3 separate regions of the Mus musculus genome follow, and regions 2 and 3 are each linked to region 1. Evidence: chromatin contacts called from public HiChIP or PLAC-seq data. All regions are on one chromosome and are shown on one strand. Each heading gives the region's core, a stretch centred on a gene start, on an enhancer-like site or on the middle of the called end of the contact. The rest is flanking DNA. Distances are from core to core; before and after follow the strand shown.

Region 1 (3,949 bases), core at 218-2,717:
GGTTGAGCAAGCCATGGGGAGCAAGACAGTAAGCAACACCCCTCCATGGCGTCTGCACCAGCTCCTGTCTCCAGGTTTCTGCCCTGTTTGAGTTCCTGTTCTGACTCTCTTCAACGTTGAACAATAATATGGAAGTGTAACCCGAATAAAACCTCTTCTCCCAACTTGCATTTTGGTCATGGTGTTTCATCGCAGCAATGGAAACCCTAAGACAGTGTCCACCGGGAGATGAGTCAGGAGTGGGGCTACCTGAGTGTTCCTCCAAATGAGATGAAGCTAAGTGCTTGTTGCTCAGGAGGCTCTTGGAGGGTTATCTGAGAACACAATGACAAGTGAGGGTGACTCTGTCTGGGTCACTGTGCCCCTTATTTTGATAGTGCCTTTCTTCTCACTGCTGCACTTGATAGATGCATCTACTTGACATGTGACCCGCCACAGAGAGGCAGAGGAACCCGGACTACAGCTCTGCACCTGTGATCAGTCCTGACGGGCGTGCACATAGCAGTGGAAACACCCACACCCCTAGGCTCTTTTCCATCTCACTCCAGCACATCTCAGCACAAGCGATTGCTCATGTGCGAGAGGCAGGAACCCCCGAGGAGAGCCCTGTGTGTATCATCACCCCTGAACCCACTTCAGTATGTGGAGGTGCCCATGGTGATTATAATTCTAACACAGAGCAGCAGGTGACAGTCTCCAGGGAAGAGGGCCAGGCCAATATGTATGTTTATGTCTTAGTTTTCAACAAAGGTAAAAAGAAAATTTAAATGTAATAGCAAAAAAGTTTACGGAAGAGAATATAAAGAAATATTGGAGAGGGCGTAGTATATTTTGGGAGTTGGAAAGACAGATCAGTGGTTGAGCCCTGGCCACTGCTACATTCATGAAGGCAAAGCACCCATACACAAAAAATAAAAATAAATCTTCTGAAAAAAATTGTCTAGGAGGTGAACATCCGAGAATGTTTCAGAATGCTGTTCTGCTGTCAAAACACTCCATGTTTTCAAAATGATTTGACCACTGCTGTTTTCCACAGACATTCACTGCAAACTCCCCCCCCCCCCTTCAATAATTCTACACTGTCTGCAAGATAAAAGCCTTGAAGTTCTGGCTTAATTCTTTTTAGTTATAGTTCCTTTTATTTTCCAAAGTCAGGGAATTTTTTGAACTTGTAACTCTGGGAATGGAGAGCCTCAACTCTCCCAACATTGAATACAAAATATTATGTGAATGTGCATTTTGTTTCCAGTACAAGGTATAGATAGCTTTAAGTGTTCAAAAGATGTGACTTTCAGCTTGCTGTCTATACCAAGCGCACGGTGTCTCTTACTGCCCACCCTGCTCTGCTGCGGACCAGAAACCCGCCCACCACCCACAACCCGCAGCTTGACAGACAGAACCAGGCTGGGCGGGACTTCCGGGCTTCCATCGCAGGAGAGAACAAGCGAAGGGCGGGGCCAAGGGCTCTTCTGCCTATCGTGGTGGTGGGGGGGTGTTGAGGCCACTTCCGGTTAGGGCGTTCTGTTTGGGCGCTCTCGGCTGCTGGCCCCTCCGAGCCTTTCCACGCGTGGTGAGCAGCCAGGCCTTAGGACTAGAGTTTGTAATCGACTGTGACAGGATGGCGAAGGTTCCCCAGACTTGAGACTACGTGTTTTCGCAGGTTAATTCCCCAGGTTGCACGCCCACTTCCGTCTTCCTTTACTCTTAAAGGGAAGTGATTTTTCTTCAGGTTTCGGTGTATTTCTTTTTAGGTTTGGCTCTGGCAATTTTTATGCCAGAGTGTGGAGGTTTGTCGACTGGTCGTCCTGATTTCTTTATTCGACCTCTGTGTCCTGGTGGTTTGACTGGAAGACTCTTAGTTTTGTAGGCAAGGATGTATTTGTAGGTAACAATTTTAACTTTTCCCAGGGGTCCAGCACCTCACCGGATCCACCTAAGGGCGCTTACTAAAAGGTGGCATCTTATGTTTTGCCAACTTTCTGGTAGACAGCTTTTTAAAAGTTACACTGTTCATTCCCTCCCTCGTCTGCGAGCCATTTTTTATTATTCTTTTACATTAGAAATGACTAAGGTGGTGGCGCACGCCTTTAATCCCAGCACTTGGGAGGCAGAGACAGGCGGATTTCTGAGTTCTAGGCCAGCCTGGTCTACAGAGTGAGTTCCAGGACAGCCAGGGCTACACAGAGAAACCCTGTCTCCGAAAAAAAAAAAAAAAAGAAAGAAAGAAAGAAAAGAAATAAGAAATGACTAAGGTGTCCCAAATATTTTCATTATCGGTCTTGGAGGTGATCCTATCTCTTCTCCGCTGTTTAAAATAGTAGGTTTTCCAGTGGTGAGCCCTCAAGTGCAGTAAGTGAATATGAGTCATAGCACCATGCTGATAAAATTCTGAGAAATGCAGAGACAAAGCAGGTGATACAGAAGTGGCAACAGATGCAGTAAGGGAGTGTGGGATACATGGGCCAGCTCTGAGCCTATCACCATATCCCTACGAGCCCCCAACAACATCCAGATCAGACCCGGCCTCCACACCTACAAGGGCAGCACACCCCTAATCCTTTCTCCAGTCAGGTGTGTTCTCCACAGTCTTTCTTGCACAGTCCTAGTCTCCACTCAGCCTGTCCCTGAAGATGTGGATTCAAATATTCACACCATATTGTTCTTCACATCTTAGACGGATAGTGACCCAGACCACCAACCCCATGGAACAGGCACTTTTTTCAGACCAGCCCAGAATTCCATGCTTTCTCAGCTTGCTAGCAACAACAGGCATGGCAGACCTCCAGAGTATAAGTGTTTGGAACCGGAAGTACCAATACGGCAGATAAACTCAGACCTCTCATGGAGTGTGCTACACACACATTCCAGAAAGACAGTGTTTTGGAAGCAAAACATTTCTTCCTCTTAAGACTTTGTAAACAGCTCTCAAATATGTCCTAGCCTAAAAGACAATTTTCCATGGAAAATTAATGACATGTAATGACTGCAGTAGCTATTTGTGGGTTAAAGTAAGCATGCAGGTCAAACCTGCATGATAACAAACTACAAAGAATGTGGTTTTGTTATGGCTGATTATCCTCAGCCTTTTTTCCTCCTTGTGTGTGATTCAAGTGTGCACTAGAAGGCTCCTGAAGTATTAAGCCAAGCATGCACCCCCTACCCAGAATGGCCAATAGGTTTTTATTATTTCAAATTAGTAAAAATATGTACTATTAATAGCTATTCTTTACTGGTGCAAATGGTTGGCACTTTTTGCTGCTTTCCTCATTTATGAAAGAATTTAAAAATCTAAAGCCAGAGAAGAAATTAATGTTATGTAAAATTACATTATATACATATATATATATTAGAGAATCTTTTGTGTTGAAATATTTTATCAAATGGCCACAATTTATTAATTTACTGTTTATCAACATGATACTCCATAAACAATCTTCCATTGTAGAATTATAGAGCACTATGTGATTGAGCATAAACAAATCATAATTTTCTGATTGATGTGTGGATGTATGAGATTTGATGAGACCCTCACTCTCAGAAACAAAATGCAAGGAGTCATATGTTGGGAAGAATTTGGGTCATTTCAGCAGGGACTAGGTATTAGATAATATGAAAGTTTGTGTAGATTTTTACTAGCAGAACAGCTGTGTGTTTGTGTTTCAAGACAGGGTTTCTTTGCGTAGCCCTGGCTATCTTGGAACTCATGCTGTAGACTACACTAACCTCGAACTCAGAGATCTTCATGCCTCTGCCTCCCAAACTCTGGGGCTAAAGATGTATGCCACCCTAGATAGGTAGATGACAGACAGACAGACAGATAGATATCCCCAACTTCTGGGATGTTCTCTTTTGCAGAGCACACTGAAGTATTCAGGCATGAAGAAACATATCTGAGATTCATATTAAAGTATCCGCCAAAATTTTGGGTTGAGAAATTAAAACATGAAAC
Region 2 (4,212 bases), core at 100-2,599, 700 kb before region 1:
GATCAAGAGGTTTCCTGTAAATGTTTCTGGGGACATCAGGAAGTCAGGTTATATCAAACCAGAAAAATCTCTGCTGTGGTCTCAGACGCCATCTGATGGCAGTGTGAGCTTTTTAGGTTGTGGAAGCTAGTGGTCTGATTAGTTATATCCCCCACATTTTATGGCGGTGGACAATGAATGGATACTTCTGGGACTATGGTATAGTAAAGCAGTCTGGCTCTGGATCAGCAGGGTTCTAAGTCTCCAATGGCTCTGCCACAGCTGATCCGTGGGTCTTGTAGAGTCTTTAGTGTAGATATAGCTTGTGTTCTGGGATTTCAGCTCAAGGAGAGAACATTGATTTTCTATAAGATGGAGAACATCGATTTTCTTATAAGACTTCCCCCAGTGAGGCTGCATGCCCCAACCTTCCCCAAACAGGACCAACTAGGGACCAAGTGCAAATGCCGGAGACTGGAAGGTGAGGAGACTGGTGGAGAAGCAGGGCAGTCCCAGGAGCCTTCTGTCTTACACTGCAGTGGCTGACAGGTCCCCTTGCTTTGCAGGAGGACTGGCGCTGGCCCAAGTGCTCTTCTTCTATGTGAAGTACCTGGTGCTCTTTGGTGTCCCGGCTCTGCTCATGCGCCTGGATGGACTCACGCCACCACCTCTTCCCCGCTGCGTGAGCACCATGTTCAGTTTTACCGGGATGTGGAGGTCAGTCTCATGGTTTGCTTACGTCTTTGGGGTGTGTCTGATGGGCTTGGCTGGCTTTGAAGAGTTTGGCTACTGTTCTTCCCCTTCACTGAAACACGTTTGGAACTACGTATTCCCTTTCTTGCTAATATGATGGCAGTCTTGCTTTCTGACCCTCAACGTTGTCAGGCTACAGAAGTAAGTGAGGCAAGAGAGACTGTTTGCCCCCACACACAGGACTATGTCAGGAGTGGTTTCTTACTAGGGGCAGTATATTAGTCACTTATGCCATGGCTGTGATAAAAGACCCTGGCCAAAGCAATTTATGGGAAAAGGCTTAATTTCAGTTCACTGTCTGAGTGTAAATTCTATCATGGCGGGAAGTCTTAGGGGCGGAGCTTGGGAGGCAGCTGGTCACATTATATCCGCAACCATGAGGCAGACAGCAGTGCATGCTGGTACTCAGCTGGCTTTTTCCTTTTTATGCAATCCAGGATCCAACCCAAGGAATGGAGTCACCTCCTTTTAGAGTGGGTCTTCCCACCCCAGTTAGCTTATTGAAGATAGTGTGCCTGCAGGCTTATCTCCTAGATGAACCAGGATGTGGTCGAGTTGACAAACATCACCACAGACATGCCGCGAGGTCCTCCTTACTCTGCTTTCTTTGAAGACGACTGTGTGAGTCACACTGTTAACTAAAGACGAGTGTAATAGCCCAGGGCAGCACTCGATGCCATACACTCATCTCAGCCCGTCTGGTCCAGTCTTCCTATTTTTTCAGTAATAATAATAAGAGGGTGTATAATCTGTCTACAGAAGTTCTTTTGAAGATGAGGCAAGTCACAGCAAATGTTTCCAGACGTCAGCCCTCAATATGTGTTATTCCCGTGTGAGGTTTTGGGCGATGGCTTGTGACTGATCTTTCTCGGGAGTTTTTTCACTTTTTCTGCTTTTGTCCCACAAACTTAAGATTGGCCTGGAAGTTTTGTTCCTAAAGATCCCCCAAGTCCCTTGTCATTTCTGATAGCTGTTTTCCAAAAGGACTTGTTTGCTTCGATGTTTTTCTGAGCATGTCCAGTGTGAAGCAAGGGTCAGGATTGCTTCTGTAATTGCAGACCCCCTCCTGGAGGAAGCTTAGGGCTGTGGGGGTTGGAAGAGGGACACCAACTCAGCAAGGGGATGTCGGTGCCTACTTAAAACTTGCTCTTTGGCCCCTTGCTTGTTTCTCTTTAGTTCTGGCCTTGCTCAGAGCTGTAGACATGAGACCCAAGGTAGAACGTAGCAGGTGAATGTAGTGAATGTCACCGTATCCAGAGGAGCTCCTCTGCAGGACCCAGGCAGCATGCAATGTAGCTATGTGGGTACTTGTGGAATCACCTGGCTTCTTTATGCACAGTTTAGTTGAGTTCCAGCTTGCTTTATGGGGTTTCTTCTAGTTATTGAGGGACTGCTAAGCAGTTCCCTTATATTTCCTTCATTATTTAATTAAGCTCCAGGCTGGATTTTTTAATGGCAGGACTGGGGAATGCTGGCAAAGGGGCTCTTCTCAGGGCTGGGAAGTAGCTTTTGTTAAGATGAACCTCACTGGAAGCTGTTATAATATGACTGTCTCAGAAAGGTCACTTCCTCAGCCAATGGTGGGACCAGGGGTGATTTGGGAACATGTCACAGACATCTGGTGGGAAGCCTGCATGGTTCCTCTGCCTCTCTGTTGTGACCATCTGCACTAATGTACTGGAAAGGACATTTCCTGGGGGCTTCTACAGGGTCAGCTAGAGTGGTAACCATGGTGACCTGGGCAGTTTCCTTGTCCATAGGTCACTGGTTGCCACAAAGCCTCTGTGTTTCATAGAGTGAAACAGAATGGCTGTCTGTTTTTGTTTTATTTAATCAAAATTTTAATTTTTTTTTTTTTTTACATTTTAAGTGTGTGTGTGTGTCTGTCTGTCTGTGTATAGTTATGTGTACAAGAGTGCAGGTGCCCTTGGAGGCAAGAAGATACCTGGCACTGGATAGAGTGAGGCTGGACTTACAGATAGTTGTGACCTATGTGGTGTGAGTACGGGGAACCAAATTTATGTCCTCTTGAAGAGCAATCTGCACTTTGAACTGATGAGCCATCTCTTCAGATCCCTTAACTTAGTTTTGCCCAAGAAAGATCCTCAATTTATGTGAGCCACAAAGATGGAGAAAACATTGTCATCATCAGAACAGATGGTTGCTCGGTGGAGGCTCCAATGTGTGACTCCTCGGAGGAATGAGGATCTGAAGGGCATGTACAGGGGCCCTTGGCAAGAACAACCAACCAACAAACGAATAGCTTCTCCTCTAGGGCTGCTTTGGGCTCCCATTCTAACTTCTGTAGCATGCAAGACTGGGAAGTTCCTTGAGTTTTTGTAGGCTTATTGATTTAAGCAAATGCTCATGTGTATCTGTGTGCCTATGTGAATTTATGTGCTCTGTGTGCACACTGATGACCAAAGAGGCCAGGGTGGGGGAGGGGCACCGGATCCCTGGGACTGGAGTTACTGGTGTTTGTAACCTCTTTCTGTGCAAGCTGCTTGATGTGGGTTCTGGGACCTGAACCTGGGTCCTCCTGTAGAGGTGCTCTTACTTACAGGGTCTGCCCAGTCCTGTGTTTGGTTTTGTTGTTTTGTTATTGAGACAAGGTGTTACTATGTAGCCTACTCTGATTTTGAAATCAGCTTCCTAATTGGCAGGCAACAAGTTTCTTCCCAGTTTGCTAGCTATACTTAGAAGCGCTGGGTCTTTTTATGTTAAAACAGCCAGGTTTCAGAATCCAAGTGAACATCTGAGACATGGTGGCCAGGGCAAGTCTCAGGAGAGGCTTTTTAATTGAAGAAGAACAAAGCTGCTGATTATCTTTGTGCCATTTGCAGAATGTCCCTTCCTCACTGGGAGGTTTTCTATGTTGTGTGTTGGTGTGCACATATGTCTGGTGTATGTGTATGTTTGTGTAGTGTATGTGTATGTATACATGTGTATGTCTGTGTAGTGTATGTGCACGTGAGTGCACGTGTGTGTTCACTTACGTGGAGGCCAGAGGTAAATGTTGGGTGTCTTCCCTAGCTGCTCTCCATCCCTGATTAGCTAGACTGGCTGGCTAGCCAGCTCAGGATATGCCTGCCTCTGCCTCCCATGTATTACAGTTGTAGACATACATGACCATACCCAGCTTTGTTCTGTGTGTGCTGGGGTTGCAGGACAACCAAATGTAGATTGTCCTGCCTGTGTGGCTTTCCCCACCTAGCCATCTCTCCAGAACTGGCTTATCATGTTCTGTGTTCCCTGTCTGAGCATACAGTCTATTAAAGTAAGGCAAGTTGTGAAGTTGTGATGTCTGCTATCCAACTTCACTCTGATGTTTCTGGGCTGCAACCCAAGACTGTCTCCCGCTTCCTGAGTCTAAGAGGAATTTAGTCAGGAGCAGAGCAGAAAGCTGGTGGGGCACCTGTTTGTTAAGGCCATGGCAGATGGGAGAGGTCTATAACGATCTCCCAGAGGTTACTGAGTGAC
Region 3 (4,028 bases), core at 1,225-3,724, 760 kb before region 1:
CGTAGGCTTTCTGGTTCTTGTGTCCACTTTGAGGGTTTGTGGTGTTCTGGGAATCTGTCTGTTTTGTGGAGTGCTTCGGTGCAGCGTATCTCGCTGTGTGATTTTATGTTTGTGTCTCCTTTATCTTTCCCATCTCTGAGAATTAAACAGTTTTACTTCTACTGTTCTCCCTCATTCCTGGCCCCGCCCCTCACCTTACTGTATATTTATTTCTGTCTCTCTTTCCCTACCTCTCTTGTTCCATTTTCCCACACGCCCCTCGACAGTGTCTTTTCCTTTCTTTGATCAGCTGTGCCGGAGCGCCTGTGAATCTCAGCTTTCGGCTTTGTTAGAGCACTCCGTTGTTCTGTCACGCTTCCCAGCTCATCGATGTCTGAACGGATCATTTCTGTCTTTGTTGTTCCTCGGGCTTGGGTAGTTCCTTTTTGTACCAGCTTCATGGGTTGAAGTGTTAGCTCATTCGTTTCCTAAGCAATGTGTTTGTATCATTGCGCTGTATCTGACTGACTTTTCTCAGGATTCCAGAATGGAAATTGTAAACTGGAACTATACTGATGTATTTCAGGTTTCAAAAAAATTATTGGCTGGTGCAAGGCCCCAGGGGTTAAAAGTTTTTGTTGCTCTATCATAAGACCCTGCTTTGGTTCCTAGCAACCGTATCTGGTGCCCTGCAACTGTCTGTAACTCCAGTTCCAGGGATCCAAAGACCTCTTCTGGCCTTCAAGGGCACCTGCATGCTCATGGTACACATAAACTCATGTAGTTACACACACACACACACACACACTCTAAAAAATATATATATATATTTTGTCTGTTTGAACCAGGGTCTTGTGCAGCCCTGAATGGCCCCAAACTTGCTATGTACGGCTTGGAGCTCCCCATCTTCCAGTTGTCACCTCCCTAGTGCTGGATGACAGATACGTTTCACCATGCCTAGTTTCTCTTTCTTTTTCTGGGGACTGAGCCCAGGGCTTGATATGGACTGAGCCAACCAAATGATACACAAATACCAAATGAGTACCAAGTGAGTATACCAAGTGAGACACACCTCCGTCTGGTTTTTGTGGTTTTGAGACAGGGTTCTTCTATATAGCCCAGGATGACCTTGAACTGCAGACCATCCTCATGAGTTCAGTGGCAAAATAAACAAATACATAAATAAATAATTCATTTTTAAAAAGCTGAAGGTTTGTAATCTTAGGTGGGGGTTAGGGGTGGGGGTGGTGTGAGGGACTGAGGTGGAGGGTGGAGGAGTCGGGTAGGTGGGTGGAGATATAGACAGGCAGATACCCAGGGATTGCTGGTCCACTAGTCTAACCTGTTTGACAAGTTCCAGTCCAGTGAGAGACCTTGTTTCAAAACATAAGGTGGACAGTGTCCCTGAGGGACATCAACCAAGGTTGTCCTCTGATCTCTACATACAAATATATACACTCTCGTGTACACACACACACACACACACACACACACACACACGCACACACGCACAAAGACATAAAAAAAAAACACTACCAATAATGAGTGTTGGGTTGTGTTCCCTTGCAGTACCTCATCAGACGAGAGATGATTTTCTCTTTTTGACCTGCTAATGATATTTTTATTTTAAGGGAATAAAGTTTTCAGGAGCAACCACAGTGACTTCTGCTGTGTACCTTCCCTGGCCATGGTATTTTATCAACCTCTTTTCTCTGAATTGAAAAGACAATCAGTTTCTGAGTGTGCCTGGTCAGACCTCGGTTTTATCCTTGGAGATTCCAACATGGCACCGAGACTCTTTCGTATACCATGGGCCCCTTCCTTTCTTGTAAACCATGTAACTGGTGCCTGAAGTCTCTGTCGCTTGCTTTCACTCTCTTGCAAGCTTGTGGCTACCCAAGTTCCCTTCGAAGCAAGATTCCTCGAAAAGTTCCCAAGTGTTTCTGGGCTATTAGCATATTTACCTTTGTCTTTTTAAGGCAGTGTGATGATAATATTTTTCAAGGTTCCTGAGCTTTTCGGATGTGTCGACCACACTCCAGAGTCAAATACTGCATGTACCTTATGTCCCTGTCTTAAGAAATTGTTCAGATTTATCCATTTAGCAGATTTATTTTCTTTCTCAAAGAACAAAGTTTGGCAGCTTTTCTGTTTTCTGTGATAATCACTTTCTAATGAAAGTAGCCATGTGGGATCCTGCTGACCCAATAGTCTGCAAGCATGCCTTTCTGCAGAAGTTGCCTGTTACTGACATTTGCATAAATGGACTTCTGCCTTCTGTAGATTTGAGGTTTCAGGTCACCTACTTCCCCTTCTTTAGCTGTCAGTGAACTGTTGCTAATGTCTTTGTAAACGAGTGCTAACACCCGGGGATCTAAAAACAGCTTTCCTGGTGCAGAGTTTCTGTCTGACTTGCCACCTCTCATTTCTTTGTTATTATGTAGCAGTTGTCTCCAGAGTAGGATACAGCTGTAGCGAACACGCTTGCCCCACGCTTTCACTTTCCCCTGTTAGCCCTGCAGGCACAGCCATTAATAATCTGGGTCTATGAGAGCATGACACAGCAGCGGTTGTAATAATGAGAGCTTGACACAGCAGCAGTTGTTAAGTGGGCCTTTTCCTTTACATGGTTCATGCAATGCATCAACCTCTCACAGGACAAGGGCTGGGTGAAAAGGCAAGTACTAACTGTTGCAATTGAGGATTTGTTTGCAAGTGGGTTGGTGACTTTAGAGAGCTTATTCTACCATGTGGGTGGGGGAGGCAAGGGATCCTGTCCTTGAACAGGTGGCCTTGCCTAGGGAGCTTGCTGAGGGTGAGAGGGGCCACTGAGGGGACTTTGGTGATAGGACTTGAGTGCCTCGCTCTGCAGGTTGCCAAGGATTGAATCTGTCTCCCAGTGTCCTTACATCAAAGCTTCCAGTGTGTCAGATGGCACTTGACCAAGTCCTTGTCACTCACAAAACTACTGAGTCACTGCCTTCCTCCAGGGATACCAGATCTCTTAGCCCAGCCCCTTTCAGGCTTGCTTTGTTATTGCCTTCTGTGTTGGTTATTGTCCTTACAGAACTTTTCACCAATCACAGCAACGTGGTGGTTGAGAAAACAGGCAATGATGTGGAGTGTCTTCCTCATTCCCTACCTGCTTTATTGCTTTGAGACAGGGTCTCTCACTGATTAGTCTAAGCTAGCTGCTCTGCAGCCTTGGAGATTCTCCAGTTTCCACCTCTCCGGGACTGGGTTTATAGATGTGTGCTGCTGTACTAGGCTTTTCCTGTTTGTCCTGGGGATCTGAACTCAAGACTCCATGAGCACATGAGACTTCATGGTACAGTGAGCACTCTACTAATGATGCCATCTCCCCATGCCCCTCTGCCCAGAACATGGCTCTATCAGCAATTGGCTTAAGTTCAGAGTTCAGGAGGCTTGGTCTGCTTGGGAGGTCTTCCTGACCTTGGTTATTTTGCATCCTATTTACAGATCTCATGTGTTTTTATTGAGTTATTTGTGACCCACATTCTCATTCTCTGAGAGAATTGGAGGAAGAAAGAAGAGGTTGAAGCCCTGGGTCTCAAAAGTCATGGAAAACCTATCCTACCATGTATGTCTCTGCTGTAGCATAGTCTGCTTATGAGGTTTTTTTTATAATAATAATAATAATAAATTTATTTGCCAGAATATGATGATACAGGTATGCCATTTTCTTTTTTTTTTTATTTATTAGGTATTTTCTTCATTTACATTTCCAATGCTATTCCAAAAGTCTCCCATACATCCCCCACTCCCCTACCCACCCACTCCCACTTCTTGGCCCTGGCGTTCCCCTGTACTGAGGCAGATAAAGTTTGCAAGACCAAGGGGCCTCTCTTTCCAATGATGGCCGACTAGGCCATCTTCTGATACATATGCAGCTAGAAACACGAGCTCTGGGGCGGGGGGGGGGGGGTACTGGTTAGTTCATATTGTTGTTCTACCTATAGGGTTGCAGACCCCTTTAGCTCCTTGGGTACTTTCTCTAGCTCCTCCATTGGGGGCCCTGTGATCCATCC

What was found. HiChIP or PLAC-seq counts read pairs in DNA pulled down with a chosen protein or histone mark.
Region 2: an H3K27ac HiChIP or PLAC-seq map of T-cell acute lymphoblastic leukemia shows a contact between it and region 1, with 6 times the contacts expected there. The contact joins two enhancer-like sites. A contact is called at or near these places in 4 of 115 datasets of contacts at active chromatin or transcription factors (T-cell acute lymphoblastic leukemia, embryonic basal ganglia, embryonic stem cells and 1 more).
Region 3: a contact with region 1 is called in an H3K4me3 HiChIP or PLAC-seq map of bone marrow-derived macrophages, with 8 times the contacts expected there. The contact joins two enhancer-like sites. A contact is called at or near these places in 2 of 115 datasets of contacts at active chromatin or transcription factors (bone marrow-derived macrophages and large pre-B cells).

What each region holds. Positions count from the first base shown.
Region 1 is chr1:191,987,704-191,991,652 of GRCm38.p6, reverse strand. It overlaps Rd3 (retinal degeneration 3), which reads right to left. Exons shown (of 3, transcript NM_023727.4): 3 at 3,371-3,949. Among named protein-coding and RNA genes, the nearest start is that of Mir3473c, 9.0 kb to the left of the region's middle. Within about 2 kb of position 1,467, at least 407 of the 459 cell types and tissues checked have an H3K27ac peak or open chromatin away from gene starts, as enhancers often do. A contact at or near this core is called in T-cell acute lymphoblastic leukemia and bone marrow-derived macrophages, where this site is marked.
Region 2 is chr1:192,690,283-192,694,494 of GRCm38.p6, reverse strand. It overlaps Hhat (hedgehog acyltransferase), which reads left to right. Exons shown (of 12, transcript NM_144881.4): 8 at 546-696. Among named protein-coding and RNA genes, the nearest start is that of Gm22265, 53 kb to the left of the region's middle. Within about 2 kb of position 1,349, at least 24 of the 459 cell types and tissues checked have an H3K27ac peak or open chromatin away from gene starts, as enhancers often do. A contact at or near this core is called in T-cell acute lymphoblastic leukemia, where this site is marked.
Region 3 is chr1:192,751,732-192,755,759 of GRCm38.p6, reverse strand. The region is part of intron 2 of Hhat (hedgehog acyltransferase); the gene reads left to right. Among named protein-coding and RNA genes, the nearest start is that of Gm22265, 8.2 kb to the right of the region's middle. Within about 2 kb of position 2,474, at least 165 of the 459 cell types and tissues checked have an H3K27ac peak or open chromatin away from gene starts, as enhancers often do. A contact at or near this core is called in bone marrow-derived macrophages, where this site is marked.